Linked DNA regions of Mus musculus: regions 1 and 2 are each linked to region 3. A link is a contact called in public Hi-C and promoter capture Hi-C data. All regions are on one chromosome and are shown on one strand. The core of a region is the stretch at or near the end of the contact, and the rest is flanking DNA. Distances in the headings are between cores, read along the strand shown.

The links. Hi-C and Micro-C count contacts between places; a contact is called where the count stands out from the background. Capture Hi-C pulls out chosen DNA fragments and counts their contacts.
Region 1: a contact with region 3 is called in a Hi-C map of CD8 T cells, with 4 times the contacts expected there. The contact joins the promoter of Mob3a here to the promoter of Midn in region 3. A contact is called at or near these places in 3 of 39 promoter capture datasets (embryonic stem cells, liver and pre-B cells), 7 of 484 Hi-C or Micro-C datasets (CD4 T cells, CD8 T cells, the N1E-115 cell line and 4 more) and 1 of 9 other capture datasets (liver).
Region 2: a promoter capture Hi-C map of liver shows a contact between it and region 3, with 2.1 times the contacts expected there. The contact joins the promoter of Ap3d1 here to the promoter of Midn in region 3. A contact is called at or near these places in 1 of 39 promoter capture datasets (pre-B cells), 2 of 484 Hi-C or Micro-C datasets (cortical neurons and embryonic stem cells), 1 of 115 datasets of contacts at active chromatin or transcription factors (pancreatic cancer cells) and 2 of 9 other capture datasets (liver and pancreatic islet).

What each region holds. Positions count from the first base shown.
Region 1 is chr10:80,700,414-80,703,113 of GRCm38.p6, forward strand. Mob3a (MOB kinase activator 3A) reads right to left here and starts at 1,407. Exons shown (of 4, transcript NM_172457.2): 1 at 1,384-1,407. Izumo4 (IZUMO family member 4) reads left to right here and starts at 2,280. Exons shown (of 10, transcript NM_027829.3): 1 at 2,280-2,546; 2 at 2,636-2,700. The coding sequence starts at 2,303.
Region 2 is chr10:80,740,851-80,743,550 of GRCm38.p6, forward strand. It overlaps Ap3d1 (adaptor-related protein complex 3, delta 1 subunit), which reads right to left and starts at 1,425. Exons shown (of 31, transcript NM_007460.2): 1 at 1,046-1,425. The coding sequence starts at 1,141.
Region 3 is chr10:80,146,919-80,149,618 of GRCm38.p6, forward strand. Midn (midnolin) reads left to right here and starts at 1,354. Exons shown (of 9, transcript NM_021565.2): 1 at 1,354-1,431.

The DNA of each region.
Region 1 (2,700 bases), core at 157-2,656, 550 kb after region 3:
GTTCTGCTCCTGAGCCCTCACTGGGGGAATTCTAGGCGGGGCTCCACCCTGATTACACCCCCAGCCCTGTTGCTCTTTTTTTTTAAGATTTATTTTATATATGTGAGTACACTGTTGCTGTCTTTATACACACCAGAAGAGGGCATCAGATCCCATTACAGATGGTTGTGAGCCACCATGTGGTTGCTGGGAATTGAATTCAGGACCTCAGGAAGAGCACTAGCCCCCTTTTGCTCTTTTTGAGGTGAGATTTCACTAAGTGTCCCAGGCTGCCCTTGAACTTAAATGGCACTGGAATGGATCAAGATGGAGAAAGGACAGACATCAAGAAGCCCCAGGGGTGGAACTCTCTAGCCTTGTCACCTCTGCTGTTCACTGAGTTCTAAAAACAAGCCCAGGACAGGGGCGGTTAAAACCTGGTTTTCGGAAGTTCTCAGGTTATCTGCTTCTGCCTTTGTCAATGGTTAAGTCTGTGGTCTCTTTTGCATCCTGCTGCCTCCAGCTAGCACCTCTCTGAAGCCCCATCACTTACAGAGCTAGTAACCACTTCCTCCATGCTGAAGGAAGAGCTGGCTGACCTGAGAGTCCTACCTAACTGTCCCCTGACACTCCCACCCCTAGTTCCTGAGCTCCCAACTCTGCATAACGGTAGCAAATCAGAAACCAAAGTTACAAGGATACACGTGGAGCTCTGGAATAATAATTGCCCTGCCTTAACACTATGCCAACCTCTACTTGACTGTAGGCACTTTATTCTATGGAGCCTAGGGAAGGGGTGGAGGCAGGAGGGAAGAGAAAAGGCAAAGTTATTGGCGCAGACCTTTAATCTCAGCGTTCAGGAGGCACAGGCAGGGTGATCTCGCTGAGTTCCAGGATAGCCTGGGCTAAATATAAAAGGAAAGAATTAAAGAAAAGAAAAGAAAAGAAAAGAAAAAAGAAAAAGAAACTGCGGCCAAAGTTAACTTTCTGTGATCTGTTTTTGAGTCTCTCCATCCAGCCTTTCAATGGCTTATTTAGGGGAGGCCGAGGAGTGCTGAAGAGGCAGAAGTAGGGATAGAACCCAGGGCTTTCTACACACAAGGCAAATGCTTCACTCCAGAGCAAGAGCCCAGACCTTCAATGAAGTTTAACAGAAACGTGATCATTTCAAACAAATGAGTCAGCGGAGATGGGAAGGAGGATCCTATCCAGCCGCTGGAGGCTAGCCTGTGCTATCTAGGACCTCAAATATTAAACACGCTTTTGATCCATGACGCTTCCTTTCTCCCTCCTTTTGACAGATCCAGGTCCCCAGCGCCCACTCTGGGCCGGTCGCTGGACACTGTCACCCTGAGGGATGAAGTCCCGCTGCCCGCCGCCCGCCTTGGCCCTCGGAGGACCCACCTGGCTGTCCGGAACCGTCTCTCGCTTCGCCCAGTCTCCGGCCGCGCCCGCAGAGGGACACGCCCGCGGAGGGACACGCCGCACGCCCCGCCCAGGCCGCGCCCGCCAGCCGGATTTACTTCCCTTAAAGGGAAGCAGCCCGGATGGAGGTGTGGCGCCCGAGTTCGGAGGATCACGGTGTGAAAGGCAGGCGGCACTCCGCGCCCCTGGAGACCAGGACGGGCGCTGCTAATTGGCTGTAGTGGAGCGGATGAGGGGCGGGACGAGCCCTCCCTCGCTGGCTCGGGAACTGGCGCCAGCCCAAAGCGCATGCGTAAGGCGCTGTGGATGGGGTGGAGCCTGGGGACAGACTGGCATTACCAGTTGCCAATTGTAACTGGAGAGATTCAGTTACACTCTCCTGGGGAGATCCAGTAGAGCCAGCCCTGGGACAGAAGTCCGGATGGCGGTGGGGTGGGTGTGGTGACAGGCTAGAAAGGGGTGGAGCCATCCGTGGGCGGTACCAGGCCTGTAGGCGGAACCAGGCCTGGGACAGGAGTCTAATCGGGGCCTGGCCAGGTAGGGGCGGAGCCATCCGTGGGCAGGCGCTGTCTTTTTTTTTTTTTTCGAGACAGGGTTTCTCTGTGTAGTCCTGGCTGTCCTGGAACTCACTTTGTAGACCAGGTTGGCCTCGAACTCAGAAATTCGCCTGCCTCTGCCTCCCAAGTGCTGGGATTAAAGGCTTGCGCCATCAGGCCCGGTGGGCGGGACATGTCTAAGCGGGGCGGGACCAGAGTTGGAAGCATGATCAGGCCCGGGCAGGGGATGGCGCGGCCAGGGTCCACAGCGCGAGCTGTTGGTTGGTGCGGCGTGGCAGGGCGTGGCGCGGGAGGCACCGTTGGTTGGTGCGCGGCTGGAGGGTGCGGCGCTGGCGGCGCCGATGTTTGGGCAAGGCAGGCTGGGCCAGGCCATGGCCCTGCTGTTGTTTCTGGGCATGACAGCGGCGCTGGCCCGGGGCTGCCTGCAGTGCGACCCCAATTTCGCGGAGAAGTTCTCCTTCTATCGTCACCACGTGAACCTCAAGTCGTGGTGGGTGGGTGACATTCCTGTGTCGGGGATGCTGCTCTCCGATTGGATCCAGAACACGATGAAGGAGCTCCATCTGGCCATTCCTGCTGAGATCAGTGAGCGGCGGAACCCATTCCAGGGTCAGAAGAGCAGCAGGGAACCGGGCAGGGCCACTCATTTGCTTGCTTTTTCCTCCTGCCCTTAGCCCGGAAGAAGCTATATCAAGTAGCAGAAGCCGTGTACCAGAGGATGGACCAGCTGTACCAGGGG
Region 2 (2,700 bases), core at 175-2,674, 590 kb after region 3:
AACAGCTGCCCAGGGAACATTCTCTGTACGGGAAGGCAAGAAGGGAATGTGGAAGCCCTCTTGAGAGCAAAGAGGGCCACAGTACAAAGGAAATATCACATAGGGCAGTCCACACCCAGCAAAACGCAGGCCAACCAGCTATTTCAACTGAAGTAACAGCCAGGGAGAGCAGGGAGGGTACAAACCACACCAGGTAGGGTAGAAGGGAAGAGGGCTACAGAGAAATGACTGTCCCAGCTAGGGACAGGCACCCTCTTTCAGCATGGCCTTCCAGCCCAGGAGGAGGCCTGCGTCTTTCCACTGAGCCAGGCACTAAGTAGTCACTCTATCACTTCTTCCTTAATCTAGGTCACAGGCTGTGGGGAGGAAAGGAAGCAGCGCTTGTAGTCTCAGTGTAACTTCTGGAAAAATCGCTTCCACACCCTGACTTCTGCCTTCTTTGAGCTTCCAGTTTTGAAGTCAGGCTTCCCCATTCCAAGATGCCCCTAGGTCCTGCACACACTAATAGTTCAGGGGATCTGGGGCAGGAAAACCTGGCAGGGTTCCCAAGGAAGCCCAAGACAGCCACCCGGGCCTGTGCTTTCCTGACAAGGGGATTTCTCCATGGGAGACACGTAGACCTATGACAGGATTTTTCTGTGAGGGTCCCCGATTCCTCCATATGGGATCCAGAAACTAGCTCAAGTGGGGGAACCTTTGCCTAAGTAAGTCTTCTTCAAGAAGGTAAACTCAGGCTCTAGCAGTGGCATCCAACTTCAAGACCTAAAACGCTGAGGCCTTTAGGGCAAGGACTGCTCCAAGTGGACAATTTGGAGGTTCAGGGAGTGGCCCCTAGTTACAACAGACGAGACACCTGAGCCATTTTGGACAGCGCCTGTTTCAAGCTGCTGGGGGTAAACTGAGGCCAGGGGAAGGAGAGGCTGTGCAGAGCCGCAGCTCTGGAACAGGCAGGACGGGAAAGGCGATGGGGTCGAGGAAGACGGCTCCACGGCGGGCCAGAGGCAATGGGGGGAAAGCCCGGCAGCCCCGCTCCGCGCCGGCTCACCTCGTCCTCCTTGTGGTTGCGGATGCCGCGGACCAGATCCTGCAGGTTCTTATCGAACATGCGGTCGATACTGCCCTTGACCATCTTGAGGGCCATCGCGGCGGCCCGTGGGCTGCGGCCTCCGAGGGAAACGCCGCTGCCGCGGCCCTAGAAGGTGCGGGGACCCGGCGACCGCACCTCAGGCAACCGCCCCGCTGTGTTTCCGGCCGCCGCGGAGGGGACGCCGTGGAGGCCAGAGCGACGGCTGTAGCCGGAGAGCAGTCTGAGGAGAAGGGGTAGCCAGTAAGCCCGCCCCCCCCAGCTTCCACAGACCCTTCCCAGCTTAGGGCCGCTGCAAATGGCGGCCAAGATGGCGGTGGGTCAGCTGACGGAGAGCCTCAGCCTCCCGGAAGCCCCGCCTCACCGAAAAGCCCAGCCCCACATTGCAGTTTCCTTGACAACCACACGCCACCCAATAGGAAAGCAGACACCACCCTTTGACGCCTAGCAGCCCACCCCTTCCTCTGCAATGCCTTGCAGCCTCATTGGTGAACAAGAACTCCACAGACGTCCTAACCACGCCCCTAAGGGAAAATCGAGAGCAGGTCTCCCCACTCGCTAAATGACAGCAGTGGGCGTGGTCTTATCTGGTGTGGGCGTGGCTAGAGGAGGGCGGAGCTCCACGTGGAGCTTTTTCTGCAAGGTCCTGGCCAAATATATCCAGCCCAGCCTTTTCTGAATTTAAGTGGTGACTTGGGAATCAGTGTCAGGAGTCAATCACACCAGCAATCCAACCGGCCGGCCTGTGAAACCCTGTCTGTAAAACCAGCACAAGGCTTGGATGGTGGACACCATACAGGAGAAACTGTGGTGGGCAAGTGACTTTGCTGGAGATGGTCCACCGTTTTGCACAGCTGTGATGCATGTTCCTAGAGAGGCACTGCCCCCCGGAGGCGTTCGTCTCTGGATTACTTCTTGGTGCTGCAGTGCCTCCTCATGTTTTTCATTGTTATATGCCTCCCATATCTAGTACGATGTGAATGGGCACCAGGAGACCCTCACTGCCTAGAGTCTGCTGTGGTTGCTTATTGGGAGACAGCCCACTCGATTGGGCAAGTCTCCTGCAGATTAATATAAAGATGAACTTTCATAAAATAGATGAATTAATGATTTTATAGAATTTCTTATTTGATTAAAATAGTTTTAAGATGTTAGGGTAGGTGATAGAAAGTTTAAGGAGGGGCTGGTGAGATGGCTCAGTGGGTAAGAGCACCCGACTGCTCTTCCGAAGGTCCAGAGTTCAAATCCCAGCAATCACATGGTGGCTCACAACCATCCGTAAAGGAGATCTGACTCCCTCTTCTGGAGTGTCTGAAGACAGCTACAATATATTTCCATATAATAAATAAATACATCTTAAAAAAAAAAAAAGAAAGTTTAAGGAGATGGTTTAGATTGTTTTGCCAGAAAGATATAGTAAAGTTAGCATTAAGCATAGAATGTGTCCCCTCCTTTGGCTGCAAACGTTAAATAAGGAACACAGTGAGCTTTCGTGTGTTACAAGCATGTAATTGTACTTGAAAGACAAAATAGGCTTGGGACTAATTTTTTTTTTTTTGGTGCACAAACACTTTTATTTATTTATTTATTTACTTATTTATTACATGTAAGTACAC
Region 3 (2,700 bases), core at 104-2,603:
CCTTCCTGGAGGGCAGGGCCTGGACAGATTACTGAGTCTTGGGCTTCATGCTAAGGACAAAGGACCACACAGGAAGAAGAGACAGGAAGCAGGCAGTCTGGGCACCCTGCATTTATTACAGTGGCTTTCAGTCTGAATGGTGTCAGAGCCAGCCCACCTCACCTATCCCTTCCCTGAGGTCCCTCCAGAGGCAAACCCTGCCTCTGACCTCCACACTGCGCAGCTTCAGTTTGTACTTCTGAACAAACTCCTGCTCATCCCTCAAAGTCTCTGGGCCTCCAAGTGTTCTCTGGCCTGACCATGACCCTGGGAGACTGGGAGTGTCTGGCACGCCTGTCTGCTTGGGGGCCCAGCATGCCTGTCCAGAATGATCAGCCAGAGAGGAAGGTGACCTAGGAAGGAACTGGCCTGGGAGGGGCACCCAGGGTGGTGGTGGTGCTCAGACCAGATAAGTGCAAGAGACCGCATACGTGGACAGGAGATGGAAGGTTAGGGAAGTGATGGAGGGTCTGGCCACGCTCAAATGACAAAGGGCTGGCTCCTTGGTCCATAGGTGGGTGAGTGAGTATCCACCCCAAAGGCCAGGGCCAGGGCCAGTATGTGCCGATGCATCTGTGCTGTGAGAACAGATCACACATGCCAGGCTGCAGAAGGCCTTCCTTTGCTTGTCTGGTACTTTGTAATTAACCCAGAGGGGCCTGGAGATACAGACACATTCAGCCAAGCCCACTGATGACCTGAGCTGACTTCTGGGACCCATATGCTGGAGTGAGAACCAACTATGCTATGGTGTAGGGTGCATTAGGGACTGGGCTACTCAGAGGTCACACAGGTGACTGGCCTAGGCAAGGCCAGGGATGGATGAATCGTCACAGAAATGGCCTCTGAGGTCATCGTTAAAGGATGAGGAGGCTAGGCAGCTGTCAGGGGCACCTACTGCCTAGCAGGTGACACTACCCTGTTTTCCTGGACCTAGGCTGCTGACTAAGGAACCCCTTCCCGTTCCGCCCCCCCCTTCCACACGCGGGCGCCCCCAGGCGGAAGCACCAGGCCAACAGGAAAGGGGGCGGAGCAGGGAAGCAGGCCAAACACCCCCCCAATCCTAATGTGAGGTGAACCCCAGTACATGGGGAGGTAGGAGTTACCCAGGTCGGTGACACCCCTGAGGCACTGCTCTGTGGGTGCTGCGAAGCCCTAGGGCCGGTGTCCCTGTCCAGGCCAGCAGGCGGTGGGGTGGGGTGGGGGGGTTAGGGAATGCGTCACCATTGCCCGGCCCCCCGCCCCTTGCCCGCCCAAACTCCACCCCAGGGAAGGCGGCGCGGATAAAGGCTCAGGGGCCGCCCGCCCGGCCCCAGACCGGCACGGCCACCTCTTGCCAGGACCCATACGCAGGTCATCTGGAGCAGTGGTGACCCAGGACCTACGGAGCCGGTGAGTAGGGGCGGGACCGCACGAAACGGAGAGGGGCCCCCACCCGCCGTAAACTTCTCAGGCTGTCCCACTCTTTGTTCTTTGAATCGTCCGCACCTAGTGTGCCTCAGGACCCGGAGCCCTCCAACTTGTGGGGTGGGAGGGGCTGCGCACTATGGGCACCGCCCTGGCGGGACTGCAGCTCACGCCCCCCAACCCCCCCCCCCCCCCCGCACTCAGCCAGTGACCTTGAACTGTTTGTAGACTCAGTTTCCCTTTATGTGCGGTCTTAAGTCTTCTCTGCATTGCTAAGTATAAAGGTTCTCAACGGACCCTCCCCACATGCAGACCCCCAATTCTTGGCGCACCCCTTCCCCAGCCAAGACGCACGGCACTCCTCCCCCGGGACTCGGGCAGCGCTCCCGGGCGGGGACTGCAGAGGGCGCGCCGGGGCTGCTGACTCACCGCTGCCCGAAGCGGGGCGCGCGCGGGCGCAGCCGGGGACGCCGCATCACGTCACGGCTTGGGCGGGCACACCTCGGGAAACGGGCCGACCCGGGATTGGGAGGGGGGGAAGTCAGAAAAAAAAAAACTGAGGGTGAGTTAGGTTAGGACGCGAAGTGGCACTGGTTCGGGAGGGACGGATCTAATCAAAGCCACGTCACCGAGCTGCAGGGCCCTGCCCAAGCTGTGGGTTCCGCCCAAGTTCTCCAATATCATTGCATCCACCCACCCACGGGGGCGGAAGACAGCCCTGTCCTTGAGAGGCCAGCTCGCGACCCTTGACCATGAGGCTCAGGGCTCAAGCGACAGCTTCCGCAGGCTGTAGCTTCCCGGACAGACCCAGCGGGGAGGCGCCACGATTTCCTGTTCCTTATTCGGGAACAATGGCCGGCTCCTAGCCTTTTCTCCCGACCGCTCCCGTTGCGGACTGAAGGGGTTAGGCTCGCGCAGAGGGGCGGGGAGGGGGGGTGCTAAGTCCTAAAACTCGGGTCCGCTACCCTCAGGGCCCGCCCGCCCTTTGTTAAGGTCTTTGGGCCTTATGAATGGCTCTGGGAGCGGGTGGGGGGTCGCGGGGGCTGGTCAGGATCGGCCTCAGCCCAACCCTCTTGGCATCTCCATTGGACGCAGAAGGGACGGGGCGGAGAGAAAGGGAGGGTCTCGCTGCCACGTGGGGTAGCCCCGCGGCGATTCTCATTGGCCCGGTAGCGCGACGGACTGGGCGGTCTGTGTGTTTTGATTGGCCGCCGCCAGGCCGGCGGAGTAAGTAGTGAATGGGAGGGGGCGGTG